2 separate regions of the Mus musculus genome follow, and region 2 is linked to region 1. A link is a contact called in public HiChIP or PLAC-seq data. All regions are on one chromosome and are shown on one strand. The core of a region is the stretch at or near the end of the contact, and the rest is flanking DNA. Distances in the headings are between cores, read along the strand shown. Region 1 overlaps Slc12a6 (solute carrier family 12, member 6). Region 2 holds the start of Emc4 (ER membrane protein complex subunit 4).

The links. HiChIP or PLAC-seq counts read pairs in DNA pulled down with a chosen protein or histone mark.
Region 2: a contact with region 1 is called in an H3K4me3 HiChIP or PLAC-seq map of bone marrow-derived macrophages, with 3 times the contacts expected there. The contact joins the promoter of Emc4 here to the enhancer-like site in region 1. A contact is called at or near these places in 1 of 39 promoter capture datasets (macrophages), 2 of 484 Hi-C or Micro-C datasets (bone marrow-derived macrophages and nephron progenitors), 6 of 115 datasets of contacts at active chromatin or transcription factors (the SCID.adh cell line, bone marrow-derived macrophages, embryonic stem cells and 1 more) and 3 of 9 other capture datasets (adipose tissue, liver and pancreatic islet).

What each region holds. Positions count from the first base shown.
Region 1 is chr2:112,305,940-112,312,420 of GRCm38.p6, forward strand. The region is part of intron 1 of Slc12a6 (solute carrier family 12, member 6); the gene reads left to right. Among named protein-coding and RNA genes, the nearest start is that of Slc12a6, 43 kb to the left of the region's middle. Within about 2 kb of position 2,607, at least 99 of the 459 cell types and tissues checked have an H3K27ac peak or open chromatin away from gene starts, as enhancers often do. A contact at or near this core is called in adipose tissue, bone marrow-derived macrophages and intestinal villus epithelium, where this site is marked.
Region 2 is chr2:112,365,620-112,371,372 of GRCm38.p6, forward strand. It overlaps Emc4 (ER membrane protein complex subunit 4), which reads right to left and starts at 2,408. Exons shown (of 5, transcript NM_026519.3): 1 at 2,200-2,408; 2 at 1,783-1,897. The coding sequence starts at 2,285.

The DNA.
Region 1 (6,481 bases), core at 1,357-3,856:
AATGCTGTCTTGAGAGCTCAGTCAATCTTCTTTTTTTTTTTTTTTGCCGTTTTAGTCCTTTCTGTTCTTCATTATTGCACCTCATTTCTCTTTCTTTTCCTTTTCTTTATTAGATATTTTCTTTATTTACATTTCAAATGTTATCCCCTTTCCTAGTTTCCCTTCTGAAAAATCCCCTATCCTCTTCCCCCTCCCACTGCTCACCAACCTACCCACTCCTGCTTCCTGGCCCTGGCATTCCCCTATACTGGGGCATAGAACCTTCACAGGACCAAGGGCTTCTCTTCCCATTGATGACCGACTAGGCCATCCTCTGCTACATAGGCAGCTAGAGCCATGATTCCCACCATGTGTTTTCTTTGGTTGGTGGTTTAGTCCCAGGGAGCTCTGTGGGGGGCAGGTTAGTTCATATTATTGTTCCTCATATAGAGCTGCAAACCCCTTCGGCTCCTTGGGTACTTTCTCTAGCTCCTTCATTGGGGACCCTGTGCTCAGTCCAATGGATGGCTGGGGGCATCTACTTTTGTATTTGTTAGGCACTGGCAGAGCCTCTCAGGAGACAGCTATATCAGGCTCCTGTCAGCAAGCTCTTGTTGGCGTCCACAATAGTGTCTAGTTTTAGTGGTTGTTTATGAGGTGTATATCCCCAGGTGGGGCAGTCTCTGGATGGTCATTCCTTCAGTGTCTACTTCACACTTTGTCTCTGTAACTCCTTCCATGGGAATTTTGTTCCCCCTTCTAAGAAGGACTGAAGTATCCACAGTTAGTCTTCCTTCTTGAGTTTCATGTGTTTTGCGAATTGTATCTTGGGCATTGCTGTCTTGAGAGCTCAATCAATCTTCTTATCCCAGCCTGCCAAGTTGCTAAACTTGAAGCCATGTACCACGGATGCCCAATACATTCAATTCTCTTAAAAATAGTTGTTTAATGAGTATCTTCTATCTATCTGATCCTCACAATTTTATGTTTTATTACATAAATAGAAAATTTTATTTTCATTGCCTAAATAGAAAATTAAAGCTAAAAATTATTTAGTCATTATCCCAGATTAAATGAATAGTGCAAGGTGAAGTTAGAATCTTACCTGCATTTTTACCTCCCAGTCCTGTGTTCTTGTTTCCATTGCCCCTTGTATGTGCCCTTGTATGTATGATGGTGGGCTCTCCATACGTCACCATTCTAGGAATTCCCTTTGTCTCTCCTGAAATGATAACAGCAGTAGCCACAGCATGGGATGGAAATGCTGTAGAAATAATACAGATAAACTGTTTGGGTGTCTGTCATATACATATTCTAACAACTGCTGTGGATAACCATTGCTGTTATTTTCATACAAAAATTTGTTATATTTGACTCTAAAACTGTCATGACATATATATTTATATCATAAATGGACTGATTAAACATTATATAAAACTGATATATATCTGAAGAGATAGTAGAGCATTTCTCTGAAAGCTAACATGAATTACTTAAGCAAGTCAGCCCAACAATAAAGTTCTGTGACAGAGTGGATTAGCACAAAAGTTTTAAAAAGATACAAATATTGTCTCACTTCTGTCATTAACCAAGGTTGGAAATGATAGGCATATGCCTGCCTAGTAGGTATGAGTCAGAGAAGAAGACATGAGTTGTATAGCTTCTATCAAATGACTAATCGATCAGTAGATATTTATAGGTTTATACTCTTAAATTGTTCATGTACAAGCATGTGCTGTAATAGTAGAGATCAGAGCACAGCCATCTTCATATGGGTTCCAGGAATGGAACTCAGGTCTTCAAGTTTACCAGGAAGTATGACAACCCACTGGATCAACACACCAGCCTTGTAAATAATTGTATGCAATCTATAGCTTTTAATTTTAATATCTGTCCTGATAACAGTGGTTAGAAGTCTTGTATTTTAACAGTCTCCGTTTTTAGTTTCTATCCTTGAAACCATATGGCATAAGTCTCCAAGCGAACCAAGGTCTTACACTAGCAGTTTTTAAAGTTTGCTCCCTCAGCTTTTTTTCCAGAAATACAGGAATAGCATTAGTAATGTTTGTAGCTGTATTAGATGGCTTTATATTTGAGCTGCATGATGTGTCATCCTCTCTGAAGCGTGTCGTGAGCCCATACTGTCTTATGACTTGGGAGAGAGGGATGGATGCTGAAAAGCTATTGAACAAAGGAAATATTAAAAAGAACAAAACTGAGTATTTATGTTAGTCCTGTAAATGCTGTAAATGAAAACCACAGGGGGCTGGTGAGATGGCTCAGTGGGTAAGAGCACCCGACTGCTCTTCCGAAGGTCCGAAGTTCAAATCCCGGCAACCACATGGTAGCTCACAACCACCCATAATGAGATCTGATGCCCTCTTCTGGTGCATCTGAAGACAGCTACAGTGTGCTTACATATAATAAATAAATAAATAAATAAATAAATAAATAAATAAATAAATAAATCTTTAAAAAAAAAAAAGAAAAGAAAACCACAGTCTGTCAAAACTATAAGGTGATCGTTCCATTCAGGAGGTTGAGGCAGGAGGTTGTCAGACATCCTGAGCTTCACAGTGTCTCAGTCCCCAGTAGCACCAGAATACAGCCCCAAAGCAAAATCGTCATCACTTACTCTGCTCTGCATTGTGACATAGTGTAACACAAATCTGCATTCTGACAGTTATTTGTTTTTGTCTTTGGGATATACATTCTTATTATGTGTAGCCCGGGCTTCTTCAACCTTGAGATTCTCCGCCTTCACATTTAGGATTATAGGAATATAATCTACCAAGCCTAGCTCATGGTTTTTAAAATGTACAGTTCAGTTGTATTAAGTATCTTCTCATTGTTCTACCAAAGAGCTTCAGAACGCTTACATTGTGTGACTCATCGTACAAATCTCCACTTTTTTTCCCTCCCAGCTCTTAGTAACCATCCTTCCTGGTTCTGAGTTTGACTACTTTGGAGTTTCAGACAAGTAGAGTCATATGGTACTTGGCTCTGTTCCTGTGTGACTGAGTTATTCCATTAGCATGTTCTCAAAGATTCATCTGTCCTGTAGTTTGTGGCCAAATTACCTTCCTTTTAAACTGTACATATATACTACATTTAGTTTACCCATTCAGCAATGGACATTTGAATGACTTCTCATTAAATGAATTCTTAATATATTTACTAGCTGCTGGGAAACCTCACAGCTAACCAGAGATCCAGGCCACTGATCTGTCATCACAAAGACTCTCCTACATAGCTGTCTTGGGAAACGACTAAAAGCTGACCTCTTGAGCTAGGTTACTTGTCCTGTCCCAGTCTTCTGTGGCGCTCGTACCCAGCTCTGACTGCTGCTTGTCATCTTGGCTACTTTCCAACCTTACTCAGGATGCCGTTTTCTTTTCCGGGATCATCTTAGCTTTCTAACTGTGCTTCCTGTACCTCCTCCTCATCGTGCAGTCTGTTCTTGATAGCAGCTGCAGTGATCCTGTGGAGATAGCAAGCCTTCCAGTGACTTCCTATTGTACTCAGAGTAACTCAGAAGTCCAGACTGTGCCCTAGAAGGCCTCGTGTGACCCATGCTTTCTTCACTGCCTGCATTCGTCTCTTAGACCATGTTCCATTGCTCCCTGTTTATGCTGCTGATAGCCTGGTTTACTCGTTCACTGAACAGGACAGCTCGGACCTTGGTTCTGAGTATTTCCTCTTTCTGCACAGTTCTTTTCTTTTCCTTCCTTCCTTTCTTTCTATTTTTTCCAGAATATGGTGTCAAATCCCCTGGAACTAGAGTGATAGGCAACTGTGAGCCTATTGGGGTACTACTGTCTGAACCAAGGTTCTTTTCAAGAGCTGTAAGCCCTCTCAACAGGGACATCCATCGAGCCCCTTATTTCTGTTCTTACTCCCTTTACAATCCAACCATCAGCATGCCTTTTAAACAGTTAACCAGGCGTGTTGTGTGGCTGTGTAAAACCTCCCAGTAGACCTTGTTCAACGTAAAAGTGACAATCATTGTCTTGTCTTCAGGACCTTGAGTATAACTGCTATCTACCTGTTTCCTGACCCTTTTAACCACTGTGCTACTCATTACACTTCAGCACATCACAAGTTCCCAAGAGTACCAAGCTGACTCCCATTTGATACTGCCTTTCCTCATCCATCCCCCTGCTCCAAGCAGTCATTTTCAAGATTGTCATGCTTACCTTCTTTTTATAGAGACCTTTATTTTTTTAAGGTTTTATTTTTATTATTTTAATTATGTTTCTTATTCTACGTCCCTTGGCCAGTTAGTCACCCTATGTTAGTCTACTGCAGAAAGAAGCGTCTCCGATGAAAGCTGAGAAATACATTGATCTATGGGTATAATCATAAGTCATTAGGAATGGGTTTAACACTTTGTCCATTTGGCAGAATAATAGTAGTAGCTTCTATGACCTATTGTCTGACTAGCCACATGGTCTTGGTTCAATAATGGTGTCAACTGTAGGTTTCATTTTGGGGAGCAGCCTTAGAGTCAGCCAGAAAGTGGTTGGTTCCTCCCATGATGTCCAGGTCACTACTGTATCAGTGGGTGCTTCCTGTCAGACCCATCATTATTGTAACTGGCAGGATTCATTTCTGGGTATGATTGATGGTTTCTTTTGTCTCTTCTGGTAGCATGCATAGTGTTTTTTAGCACTGTGAAAACTAGAGGGATGAAGCTTCCACCATCTTGATTTCCCCGTATCCTATGACTCAAATACTGCTTCACTCATCAAGTTCTGAAGGGTTAGCCAAAAGCAGTGACAGTAGCCTATAATGTTTGTTGGGGAAGTCTCCAGGACTTTACTGGCTGCAGTCCCAAAAAAAGTAACTCATTCCTGAGACTTAAGCTTATATTTGTCCCAGTTACAGGGTAACTCCATTTTAACTCTGTTAATATATGTATCCACAGGTATCTTAGAAGCTTATACAGCAGTAGCTTCCCGTGTGACCTTTCCAATGTTGCTATCCCTTCCCTGCTCCCTCTCCTACCCTCTTCTTTCCTGTCCTTCTCTCGCTCTCTCTCCCTCCCTGTTCCACAATTTCTTTCTGCCTTTCTGTACCAGGTCTTTTCTTAATGATTGCCTCCTCAGAAAGGTTTGCTCAGTTAACTCAGTTAACTCCTTAGCTAACATTTACAAACTCAAATTATGGTTTTTATTTTTCAGGGCTGATGATTGAAGTAAAGTTATTTTAATTGTTAATTTTCTTTTTCTTATCTCTGAGTATCTTCATGAGGACAGGAACTTTATCTTTTCAAAGGTAGGCAAGTGGCAAATGCTAAAGCAAAGTTCTTACAGGAAGTGAGAAATTCCAGTGACATAAATGACAAGAAAACAAAATATCTTTGTTGCTGATAGGGGAAAGGGTTTACTGGTCTGGAGAGATGAAAAGCTAAGAGAGAAAAGGATGGCGTGGAAGAAAACCTTGAAGTGAGCAGAGGTTGTTTGAGCTGTTTAAGGAAAGAAGCTGTCCGCATATCATAAAAGTACCCGGTAAAGCATCAGCCTCTGATGTAGAAGCAAGAAGGACAGAAGAGCTAGAGAAGATGACTGCAGACAGGGGTCACGCAAAACAGATGCACGGTGTACACAGCGCAGCACAGCGCAGCACAGCCCTCGACAGGAGGAAGGTCCCAACAGGGGCTTCTTTAACTAGAAAGGAAACTTATCTCTGGCATCAGAGGTCAGTGTTGCCCTTTTGGGAGCTAATGTATCTAGGGACGGGACTAAGTTGAAACTGGTGCTTAATTGCCATTCCAAAAGTCCTCTGGCCCTTAAAAGTTAAGCTAAGTATATCCTGCTTATTTATATTCTGTAACTGAAGCTTAAACCTGAATGGCAATGTATTTGTTTTGACTTAGTCTACTGAGTATTTTCAGCCACTGTTGACCTACTCCTAAAGGGGGAAGAACAGATTCCATTCAAACTACCAATTTGTTGTTGTTGTTGTTTTTGAGACAGGGTTTCTCTGTGTAACCCTGGCTGTCCTGGAACTCACTCTGCCTCCCAAATGCTGGGATTAAAAACATGCGCCACCCTGTCCCAGCTCAAACTACCAATTATGTTCCTGATCACCTAAGAAGTCTGATGAAGATGGGCAAGATTAAAATAGTTTTCATGGCCTGTTTAACATGATACCTGTCCTGTGGATCAAAGAATAAATTAGGCTTTCATGTATCCTTAAGACATGCATTTCTTAGCATGGAACCTGTTACATAAAGTAATTCCTCTGAGACTACTGAACAAAGTAATTAGAAACTGTTCTGGTAGGGACTCAACTTTGAGAACATTTATGGCCTATGGGGGAATCAGTGCATCATCACTAACAGGAGCTGGAAGTAGTTGGATCCTGACCTCATGTTTGAGGTTTGAAGCTTAAGTGAGAAAATAGCCAGATATGGAAGTGGCAGAGAGCAAGGATTCGAAGCAGAGTCAGAGACCATGTCTATTTGACAAAACTTAAATAAGGAATTGCTTTCTTGTTT
Region 2 (5,753 bases), core at 1,158-3,657, 59 kb after region 1:
ATACCCAAACCCTAAAAGACTATTATGAGATATGTATGTATGCATGTGTATTTTTGTATATATACAAAATAAAAAGTTATAATACTTATGAATCTAAATGAAAAATCCTAACAAGGCACTGGAGAAGTGACTTAGTGTTTAAAAGTACTCGTTGCTTATTCAAGGGGACCAATGTTTGGTTCCTAGCACCCACATGGTGGCTCACAATGATCCACAACTCTAGAGCTGGGGGATCCAATACCTTCTTCTAACCTGAGAGCTCTAGGCATAATATATATGTGCAGACAAAACACTGATATGCGTAAAATAAACCTAAAAGAAAATAAGTTTAATCCTAACAAAGTATGAAATATATAAATCTATGTAAAAATAACCATAACTATTTTGATTATTCACATTAAAACTCAACCATATTTGTAAATAACTTTCTGTAGAATACAGCAGTTATACAAGTATTTTATGATATGCTTTTAAAAATCATATCATTTAATAATTTGTAATCATAATTTGATATACCAAGATAAAACATTACAGGATAATACTTATCCAAGAATGACTAATGACTGTGTGTGTCATTTTCATACTGTAACAACTGAATGTATGTATTCCATGGAATCAAAATTATTCGGCAAAACTAAGGCTGCAAGGGAAGCATAAACGCAAGAAGATACCAAGCACCCTCTGCACACTGGGACTCGTGCTGTGACAGTCCTGTAAAACAGCTACTAAGGCAGATGCTAAATAACATAAGCCATGTGATATGTTCATAACATATAAATCAAACAGTGTGGCACATGGAAAGGCTTGACTCTGTAATATTAGAGAGACCCCAAAGGAGGGACTTAGCAAGTTATGAAGGAATCCTGAGGAAGAGCATTCTAAGACTAGAGAACAAACACAAAAAGCAGGGAAGGGGGATTTGTCTGGTATCCTTACAGAGCAGCAAGGGAATCATTATGAAAGAGTAAACAAATGTAAAAATAGTAGACAGGGCACAGTAGCTACAAGGAGTCTGACTGGTACAAGCAGAGTTATGTCTAATACTAAAAAGACGTTTGGTGTGTACGCGGAATGAACATGGAATTTTAGACTGATTTTGAGTAGGGATGGTCTGGCATGTTTTAAAGGGATCATTTTTGATGGCTGTGTTTGGAGACTGCAAAGAGGACAAGGTAGGACATAACAAGACCCATTAGAACTCCATACAGAGAAGGATACTGAGAATTTGAGAAGGGGAGACTTGAATATAGGATCTCAGGGGTTTATTTGCAGGTATACACAAAGCGCACCTCTTTAGACCTAGAAAACGTGGTAATGCTGGAAACATCTTTAGTTCACACAATTATGCAAAGCCATAGTGGTACCTAATGTGTAGAGATCAGGAGTACTAAACATCTTAAAGTAAGTACCCAGCATAATTCTCCCCAACAACAACAAAAATGTACTTAGCCCCAAAGAGAAAACAGAGAAAACAGTGCTGAGGTTGAGAAAGCATGATTTTAAATAGAGGGATGGAGGGATAGGTGGTAGATGGTTAGTCTACGGCTGGTGATGTAACAGTTGAAGGCAGTGAGAAATGATAGCAGGATTGGGATGTTTTCAGGGTAAAAGTGACACAGTATCCTAACACACCGAAATTATGTCAGGGAACATATACGTAAGATACTGTACCATGGATCTTAAGCAATGTGTCTTAATGACCGGCTGCTTTACCTCCACTCCAGAGAGTAAGGCGAAACAGGGCTGGCCTACACGCTACGGTAACGTCTAATACCTCTGTACCTTCTCCACCAGGATCCGGTCGGTCTCTTGCACGCTGGTATCAGGCACTTGCTTGTCCAAGTAACCGACTGGATAGAGGGAGTCTCCCTGTCCACTGCCCCGGTCACTTCGGCCCCTAAAGAACCAAACCAAATCAAGAGACTAAAACTGCGGGTTTCCAGCCCTATCAATCACAGGAAAAAGAACCTCAGATGTAGCTACCCAAATTAGACCCTCTCGTGCGTTCGTCAGTTCTCTCTGCCTATTGGGAAAACTAAAAGATCCTGGGGAAAAATACCTTCCACAGCACAGAAGCTCCTTGGGTAACATCTATGTGCTACCCACTCGTGTCGGAGACTTAGACGAGGCCCAGGTCCGCTGGATCTCGGGCCGTTCTAGGGTAAGGATCAGATACCGAGCTTCACTCGAGAGACTCACCTGCTGCCTCCTCCCGGCCCACTCAGCTCAATGGCCCATTTGAACCGCCGGCCTCGGTTGGCCACTAGGCCCCCCTGGGTCGTCATGACAGCGGCCGCTGGCTAAAAGTACCCACACCCTCCGGCCGCTTGCGTTCTGCAGGTAAGAACTAGCTGCAACTGCAAGCTCTCCGACTTCCTCGCGTTCGCCGCAGTGCACTTCCGGCGCATAATTGAACGTCACACGATCACCGGAAACTTCCTGTCGGGAATACAGAAGAAAGAATGCGTGAATTTAGAAAATCCGCAGACATCCAGAAGAGCAGCTTTCTGAAACCTCCCTGCGAGTACACCTCTCACTTGTGCTCTGTCTCTCAGGTGTGCGCCATCGTGCTGGAGTGAAGTCCGAAAAGACAAGAACTGAAGCCAAGAAGAGCACGAAATTGAAATGTTGTTTTAATCCTGGGGTTATCCGGAATTGGGTGACCTTGAGCGAATTATTCAACCTCTGAGTACTCCGTGTCCACATATCGCAGGAGCTATGTATTTGTCTTGTTGTTGTTCTTGTTTAAATGGTTTTCCCCCATTTAACTCGCAAACTAACCCACCGAGGTAGACTCTGGGAATGGAAAGATAAGCTGAGTTCAGGATTTATCTGGTCTCCTTTTAAGTCCTTTCATTACTTACTGTGCCACCTCGTCTAAATTAAATTCATTGCTCCACCTGCCTCATGCAAAACGATGGATAATCGCCTAATTTTGACCTGTTGTGGGATTAAATAGGACCTATAACCTAGACCTAACTTTTTTTTATCATTAAGCGTTATCATTCCTAGAAAGGAGTTTAATATTCAATGGCTCATCTGTATTGTAATTTAGTCTATTACTGGAAAAATGTTTCCTCCCTCTCACCCCTTTTATAATTCAGTGTTAGTGTGAAAATCACTTGGGACATCTGTTCCTATTGTACTAGGAGTGGAATTGCTACATCTAAGAGTATGTACATTTTTAAAGAATTACTATTTTAAATGCCTACTTTTAAATTATCAGTTCAAATACAGTAGTTTTGTTTATTTCTTCTATTTACCTTTATTACTGTTATTCCCAAATTGTTTGTTATGGCTGTAGTTTTGAGGAAAGGACTACTGTGACAGTATGGTTGAGGATCTGGCTGAAGAATACCTCCTTAGCCAACTTAAGTTTTAAGAGATAATCTCTTAGAGATGACGGTGATCTGCACACATTGAAGATTCCCACCTCCACATCATTTTCCAGTTTTGTAGTTCTATGTGCAGAGAAGAGAAGGCTGTGTATGACATACAGTGTAGCAGAGTGGCGGAGGGTGTGAGATTTTACCAGCTATTCAGAACACTGCAACCTAAGACATTAGTCTAGAATTTTCCATTTAAAGTTTGTAGAACACAAGTGAAGCTAGGAGAGCTACGTGCAGATAATCTAAGCCACGAAAAGCAAAACTGATGATTGAAAAGTTGTAATTAAATAAGTTGTCATTAAATGTGCCACGGTAGAAATAAGTTAGAATTATACATATGTAAAACAAAATATAAAATAGGTTATCTATCACAAATGTTAATATGTGTTAAGTAATAGTTTTCAGGTAACGTCTAATTTTTAGGGCACTCGTGTGCTAATAAATTTTTAATGAGCATATTTTAAAAACAAACTTGTTTGATAAAATCGCATTTTTCTACTTAAAGTATTTCCTCGTTATATGAAACTTTAAACTATAAATCTCAGTTACTCTGTCCTCAAGGAGTCAGCCAGGAAGTGTATTCCTTCACCCCGAGAATCTTAAATGTCATTTGCTAAGTTGTATCTCAGGAAGACGAAGCCATTGGAACGAGATGCTCACATCTGCGGTATTTTCAGTACTGTTAGTATAATGTGATAAGCTATTTACAAAGATGACAACAGGCAGATATGGCTGCACTGGCATGTCAAACCACAAAGTGGCTGCCAGCATACATGTGTTTTTCATGACTGGGTGCCACAAGACCACCCCTCTTCACATACTCCAAGGAGCTGAGCACTGAGGTGACCAGCTCTTCAGTGCCTGCACGTGGGATATGTTCTGCTAACTGGGCTGCCGACCAAGTGCCAGCCCAGTGTGGGGATACACAGGGGGCCTCCACCCAATCAGAGGAGAAGGGGACGGGGACAGGGACAGTGAGTGGGATGTAAAATGAATAAATAACAAAAGTTGAGCACTGCCCCCAGCCCCAGCCTCAGCATGCCTGGCTTTCTCAGCCAGTGATGCCTTCCAAGCCCTGCACATTGAGTCCTTCTCCAGCTTCCTCCAAAGTTTTCAGAAGTGATGAAACCACGGGATTCTGGACGCAGTGCCAATGAGCAAGCTGTGCAATCAAGGGCCCCACGCCCATCCCCTGGAGGCCCATCCCCCGGTTAGAAAGATTTAACTGTCAAATGGTTACTAGAGAATTGCTTTTAGTTTTCTTTCCTTATCTGAAGTTAGGTTTTTGTTTTCTTTTTAAATCTATTTATTTTATACAAGGTCCCACTATGTACCCCTGGCTGGCTTTAAATTCAGAGATTAGCCTGCCTCTATCTCCTAAAATTAAAGATATGTGGTATGATCAGGGCCTTTTTTGTTTTTTGTTTTTGTTTTTCTGTCTTACAACTCCTTCAGTATCCAATAGAATGTAGGAGACTACTTTATGCATGTGGGAATGCTTCAGGAGAAAAATGAAGGGCATCTCCACAAACTTCACTTGCTCATTTTCCTTGTCACTTTTTTTTGTTTGATTGTTTATTTGTTTGTATTTTATTTTATGTTTTAAACAGGGTTTCACATAGTTCAGACAGCCTCAAAGTCATCATGTAGCCAATTGATAGCCTTGAACTCTTGATCTTCCAGCCTCTGCCTTCAAGTGTTGGGATTATAGTCCTGCACCACTGTGGCAAGATCTGCTTATTCTTTTGAAAAGATTATCAGACTATCATTAAAGTAGAGATTTGTGAGTATGTGTTTGTGTGTGTGTGTGTCTGTGTGTGTCTGTGTTTTTAAAAATGGGGTTTTGAGTGTGCTTTGTAAGGAAAGGGACCGATGTGTGTGTGTGTGGGGGGGGTGTTAAAATAATTTTTAGGAATTTTAAAACTATATATGTGTGTGTGTGTGTGTATATATATATATATATATACATAGATAGATAGATAGATAGATAGATATGTGTGTGTGTGTTCTTGTGTGTCTATGTGGGTATATGTGCATATATGTACAGGTGTCTGAGGAGGCCAGGTGTCAGATTGGGAGCTTGTGTTACAAGTGGTTGGTAGCTGCCAGACAAGGGTGCTGGGAATTGAACACATATATAAGACCAGTACAGGCTCTTGAACCTCTGAGCCATGTTTTTTGTGTTGTTGTTGTTGGTTTTTTTTTTTTTTCCATAAGCCTAGGAAATGTGGATTCTAAACCTGAATGGCTCAATTAGGGACCCTCTTGATCTTCATTTGTAAAACTTAGATGATTTCTAAGGGCGCCCTCTAGATCTAGGATGTATTACACTTGCTGTCAACAAATAATAATTTGTGCTGGTTG